Linked DNA regions of Rattus norvegicus: region 2 is linked to region 1. A link is a contact called in public Hi-C data. All regions are on one chromosome and are shown on one strand. The core of a region is the stretch at or near the end of the contact, and the rest is flanking DNA. Distances in the headings are between cores, read along the strand shown. Region 1 has its middle 190 kb from the start of 1700020N01Rikl. Region 2 has its middle 120 kb from the start of 1700020N01Rikl.

Region 1 (4,534 bases), core at 717-3,216:
CAGGCTATGTGTATGTAGAAGGCGTACACAGATACAGGACTACAGGTGAATTTCATGTCTAGAGGCATGTCCTATCGCCGAGAGATGTCGTGTACATTTGCAGATAAATATGAAACATTCATGGTATGATTTTGGATACCAGCTACTCAACCTGAATTACCGTGGAGGTCCCTTGCAAGCCTGGGAGAGACGTGTTATACCTACTTCATGGAGGAGAAGAGCAGGAGTAGAAGCATTAAACTATGCTTAAGAAGGATCTGAATCCAAGCCTATTCAACTACAAAGGCCATCACGTTTTATCACGTAACCATAAGTGAGCCGACTGTGTTGTTTCTCAAGGAGCTTTTATTTTATGCTCTTGATGAGCAGAGGAGGAAGGGAGGGGAGGGAATGTTTGTGAGGATTAGGAAAGGTTTTCCAGGACCTAGTCACCATTCCATTCATTCGTCAACACAAGCCTGTACTGAGTGCCAAACCCTCATGTTCCCTTGATACATGAGACACGAGGGGGAAGGATGCACCGCACTGCCCCCAGGAGCCCTCCGTCTCTTGGGAAAGACAGTCCAGTGTGACAAATAAGGAAGGAAACAGGAAGCCCAGACAGGCACGAAGGGAGCGGCGACCTATATGGAATACCAATACCACGGTTACTACTTAACCTTGTGGCTCTCTCAAGAAAGTGATCTGCAAGCCCAACATGAAAACAGAGAGAAGCCGACTGGACACGGAGTAGAGGGCAGAGCAGACTGAAGGAGGAAACCAACCAGACGCCTTGCTGGCCAAGGGCTGATGGCATCACTAACCAGCCAGACCAGAGGCCGAAGGCTAGGCAGCCTGGAACAGGCATCTTTAGACAACCCCGCCTCACTGATGCTTCTTAATTGGGAAAGGGGACCTGGTGCTACTTTTCAGGGGCTTCCTCCCTCCACCAGGAAGCAATTCTGTCTCCATAGTCAGTGTTCCTCCCTCTTCCATAAAAAAGGAGTGCTTACACAATGCCTTTGTCCTTCCTGAAGAACTTAGCCTGCATCTCTGTGTATTCGTTCAGCCATGCTCACACAAGTCTTTGCAATGCGGCCCCGCTGAGATGTAGACCTCAGTGTACTTACTGGCCGTGAGCGTGAGCCGGGGTGAGGCGTTAACTACTACTCTGTGCCTCAGGTGTTTCCTGCTCTCAGATTTCTGAAGAAATTCAGTCCACGTCGTGGGCGAGGGGAGAAAAAAGGGAAAGGGAAAAGAGAGAGAATGAGTCTAGAAAAACTGTATGTAGCAACTTACAATGTTCGTTATTAGCTGGATGTGGAATCGAGTGCCTATACTTCCCAGCACTGGGGGGGCGGGGGTGGGGGGGGAGCTCTAAGGGCAGCCTGGACTGCGCAGTGAAAGAACCAAAAGAACCAAAATCAACACCAATGAAAGGTCCATTACTGTTACCACATTGTTATTGTTTCCACTTAGTGACCCTAGGCAGTGGCTTTTTAAGACAAATCAATATGCAGGTAAACAAGAGTAGACAGCAGCAGGAACTGCCCTAGGCAGTGAGGACAAAGTTATACATCCAGGTAAATCAAACATGTCTCCAGCTACAGGCTGGTGGAGACGTGGGCTACTCCCCACTTGCTCCTAATCAGTGTGACAAATGCATAAAAAGGAAGAGACGGAGCTACACCGAGTCTCCTACAGAAGGAGGGGAGACAGAAGCAAAGAAAGCTGTGCAGGTACCGACGTGTACAGTGGGAGGTGAGAGGGCTGACGGAGTTAAAGCAAGCTTGGCTATGATAGAGGAGGAGGTAGGGTGGGGGTGGGGTGGGGGTGTCAAGGCACCAGGTATCCTAAACCAGGCACAGTCGGGATCACCCCCAAAAAGAAGGGAACTGAGGATATCTAAGCATAAGGAATGGGTGAGCATCTGAGCCTGGAGTAGCATCTACAGCAAGGGAGGAGTGGAACCGCACACAGGCTGGGCCTCAGACAGTGGCGGCTATTCAACATGACCTCAATCCAGCTGGCTGGCTCAGCCTGGGGAGGGCCTCTCTGTGCGCAACATTGTTTCTTTTAGGGAAAAGAATATTGCTTTAATTTCAAAAACGCTTCAGAGAAGAAAACGCTTGAGAAACCTGTTCCTCAAATGAATTTTTCCTACAGTATGTGAGGCTGTGTGAGCTTCTGGATTCTGAGGGTGGGAGGGGGGAGCGAAGGGGAACGGGGGAGGGGGGGAGACAACAGAAACCCAAACCCCGCCTCTAGAGGATTGTGAAGATGAAAAAGCAACTTCACTTCCTTCTGAAAAGATTGGAAGGTTAGTCAGAAAACTTGCCTCCAAATCTGCCCTATCAGGTTCAGTTCTGCACATTTTTCTCAAGTGGTGAGCGCTATCCACTCAGCACGTGCTGGCAGCGCTCCTGTGCCAAGCACCGTGGAAGTTCCTTAAGCATGTTATTTGGTTTTGACAACCCTTCCAAGTAGACATCACAATCCTCATTCAGGTGAGGACACTGAAACACAGGAGGTAGGTGGATAGTCCATCTATCGGTGGCAAACAGCTGCCACTGACACACACACAGAGACAGAGAGAGAGAGAGAGAGAGAGAGAGAGAGAGAGAGAGAGAGAGAGAGAGAGAGCCCAGAATCAGGGGTGCTCCAAAAGCAGGTCACACAACCGTTTCCCTGGATGCCTGGATGGATCAATAGACACTTAAGCCACTTAGACTCTGTCTTCTGCCTTAAAAAACAAATCTCTTAATGGAGCAGCTGGCTCAGGTAGCAGGTGCTCTAAATCTGTGCTGTTTGTCTACACTCGTCCCTTCCCCTGCACACTAGCCTTGTTCAAGTAGTGGAACAGGACAATATTTTCTGCATGCTCCTCAAGTGTATCATTTTACATGGCTGAGGAATCGTAATACCACACAGCCATAAGTCAATATTTACACTCATGAGTTGGAGGCTGATAAACTGAGCTGGAAACAGCATGAATGGCCAGCTCTGGAACGGTGGGAGGCACCAGTCAAACAGCAGCAGAGCCCATAAAAGTTCCACAGAGCTGTGAGTCAACAGGAAGAAATTTCGTACATGCCGAGGGCGACTGGGATGGCTGCGACCTCGAGAGGCTTGCCTGACTTCAGATCTTCCTTCCCGGTTTGACTACATGAATCACAAGCACACAACTAGTCATATTTATGAGCCTTCGCCCCTTCCTGGGACTCCCTTGGAAACAAACAGCAGAACCACGAACAATGTGTTTTCTAAGTCAGAACACTACCCAATTAGTCTAAGCGAAGTTGCAGTTAAGGAATTCCATCCAGCCTGACTCAGGACTTCACCCTGGTGACACCGAAACAAACAAGAGACCCTGCAGAGAGCAAGGATGATGATGACCCTGGTGAGGGGCAGATCCTATACTTGGATATTTTTCTGAACCCCCCGATGCTGAGGTGTAAAGTTCAGTAGTCAGCCTTTTAGAAGGTCTAGGGAGGTAGAGGACTTGTTTATGCATAACCATCACAAAGATGGATCATGAAAAGGTAAAAAGAAAGACTTGTACCATCCTGAACCACAGACATGGAAACTGGAAACGGCAGGGAATTCCATGCTCTGTGGCATTTTTTTTTTATATCTGCTTTCAAAAACCTCAATATCCTTCTGCCGTATACCGTAAATAGTTCGAACTGACAACAGACTCATCTTATGTGTGCACAGTCAGATAGACATATACAATATACACGAGATAATTTGTAGATGTATATGTACAAACCAACACCACTCATCAGACGTTGCCTAAGTCCTATATACACGCTAGCATGCTGGTTAGGCCTTACAACTACACACTATGGTTTGAGGTCTTCAGTCCCAGGCTACACGAGAGGCAAATGGAGGTGAGTTGCTCCAGGGCAGGCAGGAAATAGCAGGCAGGGATAGAGTCTGACTCACTGAGGGCAGCCTCTGTGAAAAACACTGCTAAATTCTCTGGGCTATGAGGGATGTCTGGCCTGTGGTTTCAGCTGCCTTTATTGCCCACATTAGACCCTTCTCCATCCTATACAACAGCACATCCATGCATAGCCTCATATGAAAGAATGCAGCATGACAGATGATTCCAGAAGCACACCTCTATCCTATGACCTTCAATATATATAACGTCCAAAGGCTACCATTCCGATCCTTATTCTGTCTCCAATCTTACCTTTTTACCTACTAATACCAGAGATGAAGTCTTAGGTAACTGATATCAAGCAAGAACTAAAGAAAGACCATGTGAAAAAAAATCACATATGTTTCCCAACCGTTTACACTGAGAAGAAAAAAAATGGCTGATGCCCAGGGAAAGCTGATCCCTTAGGGGCAGTAAGCATTTTCTTTGTTTGTTTCTGCTTCTGTGTCTACGGTTTCTGTCCTCTTCCGTCTTCAGAAAATCTCCCGAGCATCCAGAATCCCTAACCTTTCCACTCTTCCCCTTTTTGCAGGGTTCAAGTGGCCAAACGCTTCACAGGCCTTAAGAGAAGCCAACTGCTCTGTGGTCTTTGGCGGCGTGCCCAAA
Region 2 (4,534 bases), core at 1,518-4,017, 310 kb before region 1:
TTTATCTGTCTATGAGTGTTTTGCCTCCATATACATGTATCTGATGCCCAAGAAGGCCAGAAGAGGGTTTCAGATCCCCTAGGACTGTTATAGACAATTGTGAGCTGCCACATGCGTGCTGGGAATTGAACTGGGATCCTCTGGGAAAGACCATGTTCCTCTTAACTGCTTAAGCCATCTCTTCAGATCTGATAAAACCTTTTAATAATAAAAAGGAAACATTTTAAGGATTTCTCACATTTCAGTTGGTTTTCTTAATTGAAGACTGAGAAAAAAATATGCTCTGCTATGCATCTATTACTTCGTTTATTTTCTATACTTTTATAGGCCTGCCATTTATATTGTGTGTGTGTGTGTGTGTGTGTGTGTGAGAGAGAGAGAGAGAGACAGAGAGACAGAGAGACAGAGAGACAGAGAGACAGAGAGACAGAGAGACAGAGAGACAGAGAGACAGAGAAAGAAAGAATGGGTAACATCCCTAAAAAGACTATGTATTCTCATAATACAAGTACTTATAGTATAAAAACTTGTAATGCAAAAAATAGATGATGTTTAGGATAAGCTTAGGAAGTAATTCTCAATTGCATCCACAAAAAATACTTTTTCCTTTACTGTTTTATCAATATAGTCTACGCAGGGAAACTCCAGTGAACACGGCTTCTACTTCTGAGATGAGATCTTTACACACAGTTCTGCAAACAACTCCTATTCAGGAAGGAGCTATGTGTGCTTTAACTGTGTACACACGATTTTCACTTTAGGAATTAAGATTTAGGTTGTAAGTTTCAAATTGCAACTAACTTGTCTGGTTAAGTGTTTTTAAAGATCTGTGTGGAAACACATTAAAGCGCGCTCTCTCTCTCTCTGTCTGTCTTTCTGTGTATGTGTGTGTGCATGTGCATAAGCATGCATTTGATCATGTTTGTATTTAGCATATGAGTTATAAGTACCCAGGATAAAGAAATTTGCTGTATTTTAGGAACCATTAAGTGAAACTTTAGAACCTTTTATCTATTAAAGAATCCACTCAAATAATTCACTCAATGAAGAAATATTCTTGCAGGACTTTTGTGAGTCAATGACCACAAAAGACGCTGAGAATGACAGTAAAAAGCTATGCACTCATTGTCCTCATAAGAGTTTCAGAGTCTTGTGAGAACATAACTAGTAACAATGGCAATATCATCACTGGAGCCAGAGTGCAGCAGGAGAGCGACAAGGTGATGTGTGAAGGTGTGGCCAAGCATTCTCAGCTAGCTTGGGGTGGCAGGTAGCACCGTTGAGGGCACATGAACTGATGTCTAAAGGGCAAGAAGAATGCCAGGCTGAGGAAAAATGTGTTTGAGATGATGCTGAGTTCAGGGAGAACACTGGAAGTCTTGTGAGACCAAAGTAGGTAGAGAGTAAACAGGAGACGGTGAGCGGTAAGGCCCAAGAACAGCTGTAGATTGAACCCACAGGACCATGTGTTCAATGGAAAGAATGTACTCTTTAAGAGCAATGGAAAGTCCATTAAGCAGGAGGATAGTATGACCCAGTTTAGACTTCTAAGGCAATCGCCTTGACTGGAAAATGGATTTGAGTGGGGTAGCCGTGAGAGGATGTGGGCTATAGTGTTCTGAGGTAGACTCTTGGCCTTGGGCTAGGAAGGGGGAGGTGAGCTGAATGCTGTCTTAGCAACTTTAATGCCACAAGCTTGAGAAGGACTTGTAAAAGGACCACATGAAGGGGCACAGCAGATTCCATTCAGTGTGGAGGACAGGAAGGGGAGTAGAGATGAACAAGGGATGTCACTTCTCTAGAGACAGAACAATGAGAAGTCAAGTGTTATTCTAACAAAGAGTGGCAAAAGTAGATTTCAAAGTGAATCCAAAATGTCCAGGGTTTCAAGGAATGCTAAGTATTTTTATTGTCTGCATCATTCTGCCAAGTCTCACTACTGTTAGCTTTCAAGATGTCCTCCCTTAGGACCCCGACTTTGATCACTCTTCAGTCTCAAAAGGTCCAAGAGCTTATCAAACCATCCAACTTCCCATGATGTCTCCATCCCCTTTGTGATCTCAGTCGTCCAAACAAAGTCTTATGAATTGTCATCACTGTTATTTTTCAGGCCCTTAGCGCCCCCCAGTTAAACATTCAAACACCTTGAACCCAAGTTTTCTCCAAACCTATGCACTCTACCTTACTGCTGAGTGGCCACCACGGCCTGCAGCTGCACACATATCCACTTGGTCTGGTCTTACTTGGGATGGCTAAATTCTGGAAACTTTCAGGGTAGTTGTTTCAGTGAGGAAGCAGAACCAGCAGAGGGGACTTTTTCGAGCCTCTACCCTGTTATATTGCACTCCTCACAGCCCCCATCTGATGCCCTAACTGGATCCTATCTCTGTTGAGGTGGCTCATCTCCCACTCAAAGTCAGGTCCTTAACCTGTGTGCTGTTGTCTTTCCCTTGGAAGGAGTGTCTGGACAGACTTTCTTCTTCATCCTTAATGTTCCTCTGAACCACTGCAATCTGTATGAAATATATATCCAGTCTTAACAAAAAAATGATCACTGCCTAGACTATGTCCCATTACCCTGTCAATCTTAGCCAAAAAAAAAAAAAAGAGGCAAGCAGAAAGAGGGACTGTGTTTCTGTGTTTGTGAAGAAGACAACTATGGGGAGAAGAAATGGGGACCACAGGAAGGGTAGCGAGGGGAGATGAAGTAGATCAAAACACAGTCATTTGTGTGTAAATGAAAAGGTTGCAATAAGAGGGCTGGAGAGATGTCCCAGCAGTCAAGAGTACTTTGTGTCCTTTCAGACCTGGGTTTAGTTCCACAAGCCCCCATCTTGACCTCAACAACATTCTTTGGGTGTAGTACATATGGTCTTTCTGCTATTTTCTTCTACTCTGTTTATATTACTGGATAAGGAGGTCTTTCTTGAGTACTCCACTCAGATTAATAATTTCCATCTGTAAGGTTCCTCGTTTCCTGTAAGGTTCCTGTTGTTTGTTCTCCATGGTGGTTATGATGGCCACCCACTATTCAATATTGCTTGATGACTAATGGAGTAAACATGAGCACCCGAACGTTTCTGCAAGTGAATGTATCTCACGGTTTTGCATGCTTCTTTAACAGTTCAGTGCTAGTTGTCGACTGGTTTTCCTTTGCCTGGGATTCAGGCACCATATGCTTCCAAGTCTGAGTCTCAGTCCTCAGGAATTCAGAATCCTCTTTACTGAGAAGGAACTGGGGAATAGCAGGAGGGCACACCAGGTTCTTAAAATGCTTGCTGGAAGTTGTACATACCACTGACGTTCACAGTATGTTGCTAAGGGTTATTCAAATGGACTCCGCTCAGTACAAGAGAGGCAGCTAGCAGAGACAATTCCACACTGGAACCGTGGTGTATAGATCACCCCTGCCAAACACACACCATACATTTACTGCTTACTTTCTTCTCACCAGGAAGAAAACACAGTGGAGAAATGCCCACACCGGCCCCTTTTTATCTTTTAGCACACAGAACAGTTCTTGGTTCCTGGTGGCTCCATAGGAAATATTTCTGTATATTTTTCTTTTAAAACGGGTCCTTTATTTAGAGAAGAGTTTTGCTGTAGGAATTGAGGATGAAAAGAGAAATCAGAGCATGAAGACCATGCTGTAGATACTTCTAACCATCTTGAGCCAATCCAGATCACAAACGGAACTGAAACAAGGAATCTGGCTTCTTCTTTCCCCATAATTTGGGTAATATTATATAACAGGAATTCTCTATGGCTATTCTGTGGCTTTGCAGATAAGCAACGATGAATCAGTCAGAGTGAAAAACAAGTGTTATTATGTTTAATTTAACTGCCCTCATATTCAAACGGCCTGCGTTTCTCCAGAGAGAGGACAGCATGTTAAATCTATGGCATAATTCCAAATTGTTTCTGTGGAATTTTTTTCTTCTACCTGTTCTGTAACGACTGTTCTGTTGAATTATTCTAGCACAAGGAAGCATATGTTGTGTAATTGTGGCATTCTGGATTGAAGTCTTGTTATGAATGTGATGTCAGACTTGAAGCCAAGTTCTAAGGTTTATACAACCTTCCCTCTGTACCTCATTTTGAGACCAAATAGTCAATCGTGTGGATTCCTGTGGTAGAGGGTTTATGGGTTTATGTTGACTGCCTTTAAAACACAGCATGGCATGATACAACAGAATAAGAGAAAATATGTAAGGCTCTTTGGTGGATTAAGTTACCAAATATTCCAAAACATTCGGAAAATGTTACAAAATTGGTTCAGCATTAATCAGGCTGGCATTAATTCGCTTACGCTTTTAAATATTTTTAATGGTTACGTATCTGATCCTTGCTTCACAAAAGTCAAGGATATAAGACAAAAACATATAATATGGATGATTAAAATGGGCACAAAACAGTGGTTTTATACAATCTTTCTATTAAAATTTCAAAAGTAAGAATATTGTTTGGGGGTAAATAAGCCCAAGGTACTTGCCAACCAAACCTGTGGACATGAGACTAAGGCCGTGTCCTAGAC

The links. Hi-C and Micro-C count contacts between places; a contact is called where the count stands out from the background.
Region 2: a contact with region 1 is called in a Hi-C map of the Rat2 cell line, with 6 times the contacts expected there. The contact joins two enhancer-like sites. A contact is called at or near these places in 3 of 12 Hi-C or Micro-C datasets (the Rat2 cell line, Schwann cells and mammary epithelial cells).

The regions. Positions count from the first base shown.
Region 1 is chr1:25,023,898-25,028,431 of GRCr8, reverse strand. No RefSeq gene overlaps it. Among named protein-coding and RNA genes, the nearest start is that of 1700020N01Rikl, 190 kb to the left of the region's middle. Within about 2 kb of position 1,966, at least 49 of the 93 cell types and tissues checked have an H3K27ac peak or open chromatin away from gene starts, as enhancers often do.
Region 2 is chr1:25,334,939-25,339,472 of GRCr8, reverse strand. No RefSeq gene overlaps it. Among named protein-coding and RNA genes, the nearest start is that of 1700020N01Rikl, 120 kb to the right of the region's middle. Within about 2 kb of position 2,767, at least 1 of the 93 cell types and tissues checked has an H3K27ac peak or open chromatin away from gene starts, as enhancers often do.